Linked DNA regions of Mus musculus: regions 2 and 3 are each linked to region 1. A link is a contact called in public Hi-C and HiChIP or PLAC-seq data. All regions are on one chromosome and are shown on one strand. The core of a region is the stretch at or near the end of the contact, and the rest is flanking DNA. Distances in the headings are between cores, read along the strand shown.

Region 1 (3,131 bases), core at 355-2,854:
GGCCTTCCTATACATCTGCACTCATCTCTTCAGCCCCACCTTCCCCTGCGGGGGTGGGGGGTGGGGGGTGGGGGGTGGGGGCTGCTCTCCAAGGTAGGACTAATGTCCATTGCCAGGACAGAAAACCCTGTAAAATCTTGGGAGATGGGAAGCATACAATGTTACCAAGTGAACCACTTTCTGGCAGTTCTCCTGAAAGCCTCCTTTATCCCTGTGGGTCTGTGGCCCATGCTTGCGGTCCTAGCCCTCAGGACACTGAGGCAGGGGATGGAAAGTTCTAGGCTAGTCTGTGATACAAAGTTGATATTGTTTCCAAAATGTGCCAAGATCACAGTGCCATGAAGCCTGGTTTATGTGGTGCTGGGGTGGAACTCAGGGATTTGTGCATTCAAGGCATGTATCCGATCCACTGGGCTACAGCCTGAGCTCTGAGGTGGTGCTGGAGTCTCTTGGCTTTGCACACGGCCCCTGTGTGTCACTTTGTATCCTTTTAAAGACAGATCTTGCTAAGTGATTGGTCACAAACCCCCAGACTCAGCCTCCCTGGATTAGAGACCTACCCTTGGTCTATACCTTGACCAGTGAGCCTACTGCTTCTTCTAGGCTCAGATTACTCACACAGTCCAGGAGCCTCACTAGAGGGATTTGACTTAGGGCGCTTGTGATCAGCACCATAGATGAGAGGACCACACTCAAGAACTCAACCTCCAAGTCTTGTCACAGTTAACAGGCTGCACACTTAGCAATGCAAGCAGCTAGCGAAAGAAAGACCAAGGACAGGCATGCAAGCTGCCCCAAGATGAACTTGGCTCCAGTAACACCACCCTACACCACCACTGTGGAGAAAAATATGAAGGACAAATCATATCCTTCTGCTGTTAGGTTCACACAGCACCCAAGGGCACTCCCTAGACACAGAACTGCATTCCTTACCCTCAAGCCTTTGTTTTTTTTTTTTTTTTTTCTCACTTCCACACAACAGAAATGGTGTGGTACAGAACTGAGGGGAAAAAATTGGCAATCTTTGACTCTTTTTCTTAGTGGGGAAGGAGGACACAAAAGATAACAGAGTTGGGGCCTAAACCCTGTGCCTTTTGTTGCTAGCATTCTCTCACAGAGCTACATCCCCAGCGTCTGCTGGATCTTTGATCAAGTCTCACCTGTGGCTTGGGGTAACACAGAAAAACAAATTTCACTCGAGTCCCCAAGAATTAAATCTTTTTGGCATCGGACAACCAGTCGTATTGCACAGTTCAGCAGTTACAGGGGAAACACCACCTATTATACAGACATGTGGCAGGGGACAGGGCAAATCTTGCTCAGGGCTTCTGGTTAAAACCGCAGCAAGTGTTCTGGGAGTTGGCAACTGAAGGTAACTTCTAGAAATGAACAGGCACCCAGGGGACTCTGGAAAGCACTTAAATTTCTGGTCTTCACAGGAATCTTTATCCGGGGGCCTCTTTCTTGGCCACTGAAAAGCGTCTTTTTCTGGACCAAAGGAGAGGGATGTGTTGATCACTGGCCAGGCTGGAGGGTGTGAGGAGGGTCAAGAGAACACCACTAGAGGAAGTCAAGTCAATCGCAGACCAATGGTTCAAAGGTCTAGAAAGGAAGGTTGCTTGGGCTGGATCCCTTCCCCTCCTTTTCTCCGATTAAATACGAAAGCCAACAAAGACGAAGATAAGGAAAAGGACGACAAAGAAAGTGGCGTCTCGTGTATCGTCCCAGCTGGTCCCCTTGTTGGCCTGGTTCTCCTGCTTTTTGCGAAGGGCTTCCCTCCGGGCGCGCAAACGCCGTTCTCTCTCTAGCTGCTCTCCGTAGTGCGCCTGGTAGAAGGCGTCAAAGTCGAACATGGTGCGACCGTCGCCGGGAGAAGCCCTAGAGCCACCGGGAGCCCGAGGGGTGTAGGGAGGAGGGCGAGGAGGAGCGGGATCGGCCACGGGCGTCTTAGAGGGCTTGACGCCAGGTCCGCGCAGGTCCTGGTCGCTGAGCAAACCTCGGTCATACTTGCGCCGGAGGATGGTGCTGCCCAAGACCAGGTAAGCTTCGGAGACGCGCGTGAAGCGCTCGGCGGCCTCGGCGCTCCCGGGGTTGCGATCCGGATGGTAGAGGAAGCTCTGCCGGTAGTACGCCGCTTTGATCTGTGCTTGCGTGGCCGTGGAGGGGACGCCCAGCAGCTCATAGAGGGCGGTGCGGGAGTAAGTCCTCCCTCGCGAGCACAAACCCGTGGCGGAACTCGGAGGCAACCCCCGGACCTGCCACCATCTCCATAGCGGTGACAGGGTCCACCCCAGGCAGCGCGCGGCCGCCATGTTGTGGCTGGGAGGGGGCGGCGCCGAGGCAGCCAATGGAGGCCTCGAATCCTGAGCGGCGTCCCCACCTTCTAGCCAATCAAATAAAAGGAAAGGCGGGGGAAAAGGTCCGCCTGAGGCGGGCGCAGATTGATGACGTCAAAGCGTCGCGCTAGTGCTCGCCGGTCCCAGCGTTGCCATACCATCGAGATGGCATCTCGTAGCCGGAGACCCGAACACAGCGGACCGCCGGAGCTGGTGAGAGCCCCGCCAGGTCTTGGTCTTTTTCTAGAATGACTGCTTTTGGATTCTTCCCTTAAAACTCCCATGTGTTTTTCTCTTCTCAACAGTTTTATGACCAGAATGAAGCCCGGAAATACGTTCGCAAGTGAGGAGAGCATGGCTGTTGAGCGGCATCGCGGGGGTCGGGATCGGCGAGTCGCCCCGATTATGGGCGTCCCTTGGAAAGCATGTAGAATTTGGGAGTGTGTGTGAGTGTGTGTGTGTGTGTGTGTGTGTGTGTGTGTGTGTGGGTCTGCGTACATGCAGTTCTGCCACCGGTAAAGGGAACTTGAAGCCATTGAGCTCCTGGAAAGATCTTGCTACCTCAGTGTGGGTATATTCATCTCCAGTTTACCCTGGGTCGTTTGACAATGTGTTTTAAATATGTGGTAAAGTAAGCAATAGTTAGAAGATATGATAAGGTACTGTCATACTGCATAAGTGGTCTGTCACTGAGCGATACTTCCTGCCCCTCGCTTGGGGATTCTAAGTAGACATTTTACTTTTGAGGCACACCCCTAGCCATTCACTGGATGATTCTGAAAAGCACTCTACCAT
Region 2 (3,131 bases), core at 343-2,842, 890 kb after region 1:
AACATATCCTTGAGCTTGTCTTGGGATTAAGTACACATTGGATGAAGTATGGGGCTTCAGATGGACCTCAGTTGACAGTGTGTTTCTAGCATGCAGGATGCTCTGGGTTCCATCCCAGGACTGTGTAAACTTGGCATAGTGGTGAACACTGGAGATAGGCAAAAAGGTCAAGAGTTCAAGGCCATCCTTGGGTACATAATGAATTCAAGCTCAGCCTGGGCTACATGAGACCCATCTGAAGGAAAACTAATTAGTACGTTCCTGTTTATCAAGAAATACACACTAAGGATGAGCAAAGGGAGTTCGGGGGGAAGGATCCACTCTGTATTAGGGGATAACTTTTAGGAAGCCCTGCCATGGACTGTAGTCTTTATTTCAGGGACTGAATTTCTCTGTGTAGCCTTCATGCTGGAATTGAGATCTAAAGGAAGTAAGAAGGGCCCCTGGAAGCCAGGTGTAGTTTAATCAGGGTTGAACCTGGCACACTGGCATGGGTCTGTAATCCCATCACTTGGGAGGCTGGGGTAGGAGAACTGTAGTGAGGTAGAGGCTAGCCTGGGTTACAGAGTGAGACCCTGTCTTAGAAAAATATTCAATTAGAGGGCTGGAGAGAGGGCTCAAGAGTTAAGAACACTGTGCAACAACAATGACAAACAAAACAAAATACTGTTTACTCTTCCAGAGGACCAGAGTTCTAATTCTAGCATTCACATGGGGGTGTGTGGGAGTGGGGTATCAACTGTAACTGCAGTTCTAGAGAATCTAACACCCTCTTCTGAGGCCTCCACAGACACTATACACGCAGGGTACACAGATATACATGCAGGTAAAGTACCCATATGCATGAAATAAAACCGCCTAAAATAAACTAAATCAACCAATCAGTGCTGGGTATGGTGGCACACACCATTCAGGAGGCAGGGGCAGGTTTGAGTTATCCTGGTCTACAGGAACAAAGCAAGTTCCAGGCCAGTTAGGGCTAAATAATGAGATTCTGTCACAAACAAACAAACAAACAAACCATATATATTAATAGGTTTTCTTTCTTCTAGGGTGGTTTGCAATTTGCAGCAATATTCCTGCCTCAGCCTAAAGTTGGGGTTACAGGTGTGAACCACTGTGCCCAGCTACCTTCCCCAGTTTTGCTTCCATGAGATAAGCATCTAGGATGTTCCCTCTGTCTCCTTTCAGTATTTATACAAAACACTTCTTGGAATTGGGAGAGTAGTCTGTGTTAACCTATACCCTAAGGATGTGTGAGGACCTGGGTTCAATTCCCAGCTCCACCTAAGTAACTCCACACCAAAACTAACACACACACACACACACACACACACACACACACACACACAGAATTTAAAAAGGGGCAGTAAGAATCATAGAACACTTCACAGACATCTTCAAATAATAGCTTGACACTCATTTAAGTCCCCTACTCATGGATAGACGGTGAAGCCATAGCCTTCTCAAGTCTTTGCTTTCCTGGAGTAGTAATCATCTGCCAATAGTAAACATGGTTGTCTTTCCCTTAGCGCGTCGCCTTCAGCCAGTAGTAAGCATGGCCGTATCTACTTCCGCCAGGCTAGAGGTCAAGGGTGACACAAGATGGCGGCGCCCATAAGCGGTTGAGGCGTGACGCGGAGGATGTTGGCGGCGGCCCGGGCTCTGCGGGGGCCGCGGCCGAGGTGGCCGACACCGGCTCGCGAGCACTGGACACCGGCCGGCCGTTCGCGGAGCCGGCGAGAAGCGGCCGAGGCCGAGGCGGACGTTCCGGTGTTTCAGTACGTGGGCGAGCGCGCGGCTCGCGCCGATCGCGTCTTCGTCTGGGGCTTCAGCTTCTCCGGGGCGCTCGGGGTGCCCAGCTTCGTGGTGCCGTCCTCGGGGCCTGGACCGCGCGCCGGCCTGCGGCCCCGACGCAGGATCCAGCCGGTCCCCTACCGCCTGGAGCTGGATCATAAGGTGGGGGCAGTGGCATCCTCGCTGGCATCTCTTAGGGAACTTTCTTCCCCGCGTGGCCGGATTTCCGGGAGCAATGACCTCCGAGATCCCGGGATCTGCAGAGGGAGGCATGAGGGGTGGCTGCCGAGAAGTCTGTTTCTCCCAGTGCTCCGTCCTTCACTGCTGAGCCTGTTTATCACGTCTGTGGATCTTGGGGTCTCGTTCAGCATTTTTAGCAGTTTGCTTGTGGCTCGAGAGAGTTTGGTGTCTTCCCTTACTTTCTTGCCCATTGGCGTAGCTTGACAATCGCACCAAGGATTCTGCCCTTAGATCATTCGCTCAGGCCCCCCCCCCCCCCAAAAGGCCGGAGCTGTCACCTCCCAGTTACAGAGGATGAAAGGGAGTAGCAGAGAGGTCAAGTAAGGTCCAGGGCCCCACAGCTGGGTGTAAATGGTGGTATTTGTAACTTAGACTAGACAGCTCCCTTGAGGGACGGGACATTCCACAGGTCGGAGGTGTGTCGGCTAGAGTCAGTGATGGGCAGCCGGAAAAGGAGATGCTCATCTGAGCGGTTAGAGGGGAAATAGGAGGTTGCCCATGGAGCTTCTAAGGTGGCTCACGCCTTTAATCCCAGCACTTGGAGGCGGAGGCAGGCTAATTTCTGAGTTCGAGGCCAGCCTGGTCTACAGAGTTCCAGGACAGCCAGGGGTACACAGAGAAACCCTGTCAAAAAGGGGGGGCGGGGAAGAGGCTCACTTTTCAAAAGGGCTCAGCCCGGCAGCCGTGGTGGCTCACATCTGTAGTCCCAGGACTTGGACTGGACGGTTGAGACAAGAGGATTGCCACAAGTTGTACTCTAGCTTGGGCTACACAGTGAGACCCTGTCTTTACCCTCGAAATGCTGTTATTATAGCCGTGTGCAACCGTTTCTGGTTTAAGTGGTGCTGGGGACGGGGAACCCAAGGGTTTTTGCCCTACAAGCACTGTGTCCACTGAGCTACTTTCTCCCTCCCAGTTCTCTTTTCTATACAGAGGTCTTTTTGCTTCTAGCTACCTGGTTGTGTTAACATCTTTAGTTGGAAACAAACAAACAAGCACCCACTCACCCTTTCTTTTGGTAGCAATAAAAAGTATTTATTTATACTTTATAGAAGTGTGGTTTGTGATGGTGGGAGTCAAACCCAGGATTGTGT
Region 3 (3,131 bases), core at 381-2,880, 510 kb after region 1:
TCCTACCGGGATTCTGAAAGAGCAGTGTACAGTCTTTTTTTTTTTTTTTAAGATTTATTTATTTGTTTGTTTATTTATTAATTATATGTAAGTACACTGTAGCTGTCTTCAGACGCACCAGAAGAGGGCATCAAATCTCATTACCGGTGGTTGTGAGCCACCATGTGGTTGCTGGGATTTGAACTTCAGACCTTCGGAAGAGCAGTTGGGTGCTCTTACCCACTGAGCCGTCTCACCAGCCCCAGTCTTTTATTTTTTGAGACAGGGTTTCACTGTATACTTTTGGCTGGCATGGAACTTGTTATGCAGACCAGGCTGGCTTCAAGCTACAGAGTGCAGCCCCTAACTTGCTGAAATTAAAGGCATGCACCACCACACCCAGCTGAAATGTATGCCCTTGACCACTGAGCCATCTCTCCAGCCCTCATCCTTTCTTTCTAAGACACACATTGAAGGGTTTACAGACAGAGAACTATGGTTGATGGTTGAAGTGTGAACTTTAACTCTTTTATCTGTGGTATTAATTTTCCTTCTTTTTGAGACTATGTAGCCCTGTCTGGCCTGGAACTCTCTATGTAGACCAGGCTGGGCTTAAACTAATACGGATCAGTCTGTTACAGCGTCTCAAGTGCTGGGATTAAAGGCAGGTGCTACCATGGCCAGCTATTTCATTTTTCTGTTAGTGGATGGAACCTGGGGCTTCAGTAATGCTAAGCAGGGGCTCTACCCCTGAGCCCCGCCCCCAGCCCCTCCCTGGGGTTATCCTAGGTAGGTGCTCTACCTCTAAGCCAGGACCCAACCTAAGAGGTGGATTCGTTCCAGTCTGCCATGATTTAGGTCCTATTTCAACACTGAAACTGTCCATCTAGCTACGTAAAACTTGCTCTTTCTCGAACAACCCACTCTTTACTTTGTATACGGTCCACTTCTGAGGAATTTGGCTCTTCTCACACAGACTCTCTTCACTGCAAGAGTTCCTCTGGGCTGGCCTACTGTTGGCATCAATGCACAACTACCTTTTTGTTCTGATGAACTAAAAAACACCCTGCCTCCTTTAAAGATGGGGAAACTGAGGTCCAGAGGTTAACGTACCACCACGCTGAGTGAGACCTTAAGGATTTTTTTGAGACAGAGTCTCACTGTGTAGCTCCGCTTGTCCTCCCGCTCAGTTTGCCTAGTGTCAGGTGTCAGGTGGTACCCCTGAAGCTCTCTGGTCATTTGCATCATTCCCCTTCCTCGCCTCTTTGAACACAGTCCCTAAGTCAACCCTTGCGAAAAGCCTTCCAGATCCCAGCCCCGCCCCCTTACGTTCCTAAGTGTCTCAGTCTCCTTATATGGAATATTTACATAAGCAATGCAGGGTTGAAACAGAAACTGGAACACACATAAATGCGTAGGGCTGAAGGGCCTGTGAGTGAAATCTATTTCCAAGGCTCAAGTCAGCTGTAGATGGTCTTGATGGGGAAGACCAGGTTCCTAAGACTTCTCTGCCCGCCCGCTCCCCAGTCTTTGCGCGTCACTGTTGCCTGAGAACCCGGAGACCAGGATTGTGGGCACCGCCCCCAACCTCCCCCCCACCCCCCGCGCTCCGGGCCCCGCCTTCCTGCGCCCGCCGCTACGCCGGCCCCTTTTGTTCGCTCTCTGGCCGCTGAGCTCTCCTGGCGCTCGGCTTCTCTCGGCTGGGCTCGGCTCACCTTGGCAGGGCTCCACCGGGCTCCGCTCTGCTCGGTTTCTCTCGCCTCCGCCCCGTTTGGCTCGGATCTTCCCGGCTCGGCCCCGCTCGGCTCGACTCAGCTCGGCTCCGCCTCGGGGCGCGCAGGCAGCGGCCGGGCTTACTGGATCGGCCCCTCCCTCTATCCCCTTCTGGACGTAGATCCTGTGCGAGGCCCGGACTCCGAGCGCGGAGACCCGGTTAGTGTATCGGCGTGAGGAGACCGGCGCAGCATCCTCGTTCCCGGGACGCGCGGACCAAGAGGAGGCGAGGGGTGTCGGGTCCTGGTCGCTGCTGGAGCTCCAAGGTAGGCGCCGCTCTGGGGACGCGCGCGATGGGGGCGCGCGGGCAACAAAGGACGCAGAGTCGCGGGGGGCGGCGGCACCCTATCCTGGAAAGAAAAGGGGGTGCTATCACCAAGCCATTGTCGTCGCGTGGGCAAGGACAGCGGACAGGGTCGCTGCCGCTGGTGGGCGTGGGCGGGGTGAACCCCAACTTCCTTAACCCAGGTCGCTGCTGGGGTTGGGGGCGCCCCTGGATTGCACGTCCAGATGGTGCAAACATCCATAGCTTGGGATTCGGGTGTTTTTGTTGGCGTCCTCTTTCCAAGAGCGGATCCAGGACAAGCTGCAGAGCTCTTGGGGAAGGCTCACACAGGCTCTGTGGGGGCACAGCCTGGTGGGCGCGGCCATCAGCTCTCATCTTCAGACCTGGCATCTGGGATGAGACACGGAGGCCCCCGCCCCGCCACCTGGGGTCGCCTGGTTGGTGCCCTTAGCAAAACTTGATTGGAGAGCCTGGCTTGGCAGAGGATAGGGTAAGGGGGAGGCCCAGGCAGGGTGGCTTTCCGCAGGGTTGCCCCCCCAAGCTGGCGCTGGTAGCTGGTGAGGCAGCAGTTTTTTTCCCTCCCCCCAGGGAGGGGCAGTGGCGACGCAGGATGCAGGGCTGAGCCTCCAGGGCTAGCCCGCGTGGATCCTCAGGAGGGGCCTGTGTGTTTGTCCTGGACTCACTGGGCTTTGCCACGCGTGCCTTCTCCCGATCCTGGCCAAAGCCTGGAAAGGTCGTTGCAGAGGAACACCTTAGGGGTAGAGGAATCACAATCCAGCCTCTGAGATCCCGCTCCTGTCTTCTGGACTACAAATGGGCAGGGGCCTGGACGGTTGTGGAACTAGGAATTGGCTTTAATCTTGAAGGGTGCCCCGACAGAGGACGCTGGGGATGGGGCTGGCCTAGGGCTGTGCTCTGAGGAGCTAGAGAGCACCACGTGGGGCCACCTTCCCTTTGCTGTGAGCCAGAGGCCTCTCCCCATCAGTTGTAAATGTAAACAATGAGTCCTTCATTCATAAGGTCGCTGTCACCTGGATTGGCACCACCAGGGGCTGGCAGGTACACAGAACCAGAGCTACTTTGCCCAGCACAG

What was found. A called contact is a pair of places that touch in the nucleus more often than the background predicts. HiChIP or PLAC-seq counts read pairs in DNA pulled down with a chosen protein or histone mark.
Region 2: a Hi-C map of CD4 T cells shows a contact between it and region 1, with 2.7 times the contacts expected there. The contact joins the promoter of Rcc1l here to the promoter of Bud23 in region 1. A contact is called at or near these places in 4 of 39 promoter capture datasets (cranial neural crest, frontonasal cranial neural crest, hippocampal neurons and 1 more) and 1 of 484 Hi-C or Micro-C datasets (CD4 T cells).
Region 3: an H3K27ac HiChIP or PLAC-seq map of microglia shows a contact between it and region 1, with 5 times the contacts expected there. The contact joins the promoter of Clip2 here to the promoter of Bud23 in region 1. A contact is called at or near these places in 2 of 484 Hi-C or Micro-C datasets (both in embryonic stem cells), 2 of 115 datasets of contacts at active chromatin or transcription factors (microglia and pancreatic cancer cells) and 1 of 9 other capture datasets (adipose tissue).

What each region holds. Positions count from the first base shown.
Region 1 is chr5:135,063,432-135,066,562 of GRCm38.p6, reverse strand. Bud23 (BUD23, rRNA methyltransferase and ribosome maturation factor) reads left to right here and starts at 1,604. Exons shown (of 13, transcript NM_025375.4): 1 at 1,604-2,039; 2 at 2,388-2,549; 3 at 2,642-2,679. The coding sequence starts at 2,502. Dnajc30 (DnaJ heat shock protein family (Hsp40) member C30) reads right to left here and starts at 2,357. Exons shown (of 1, transcript NM_025362.3): 1 at 1,198-2,357. The coding sequence starts at 2,312. The coding sequence ends at 1,653.
Region 2 is chr5:134,175,228-134,178,358 of GRCm38.p6, reverse strand. Rcc1l (reculator of chromosome condensation 1 like) reads left to right here and starts at 1,592. Exons shown (of 11, transcript NM_033572.2): 1 at 1,592-1,959. The coding sequence starts at 1,645.
Region 3 is chr5:134,550,933-134,554,063 of GRCm38.p6, reverse strand. It overlaps Clip2 (CAP-GLY domain containing linker protein 2), which reads left to right and starts at 1,630. Exons shown (of 17, transcript NM_009990.3): 1 at 1,630-2,018.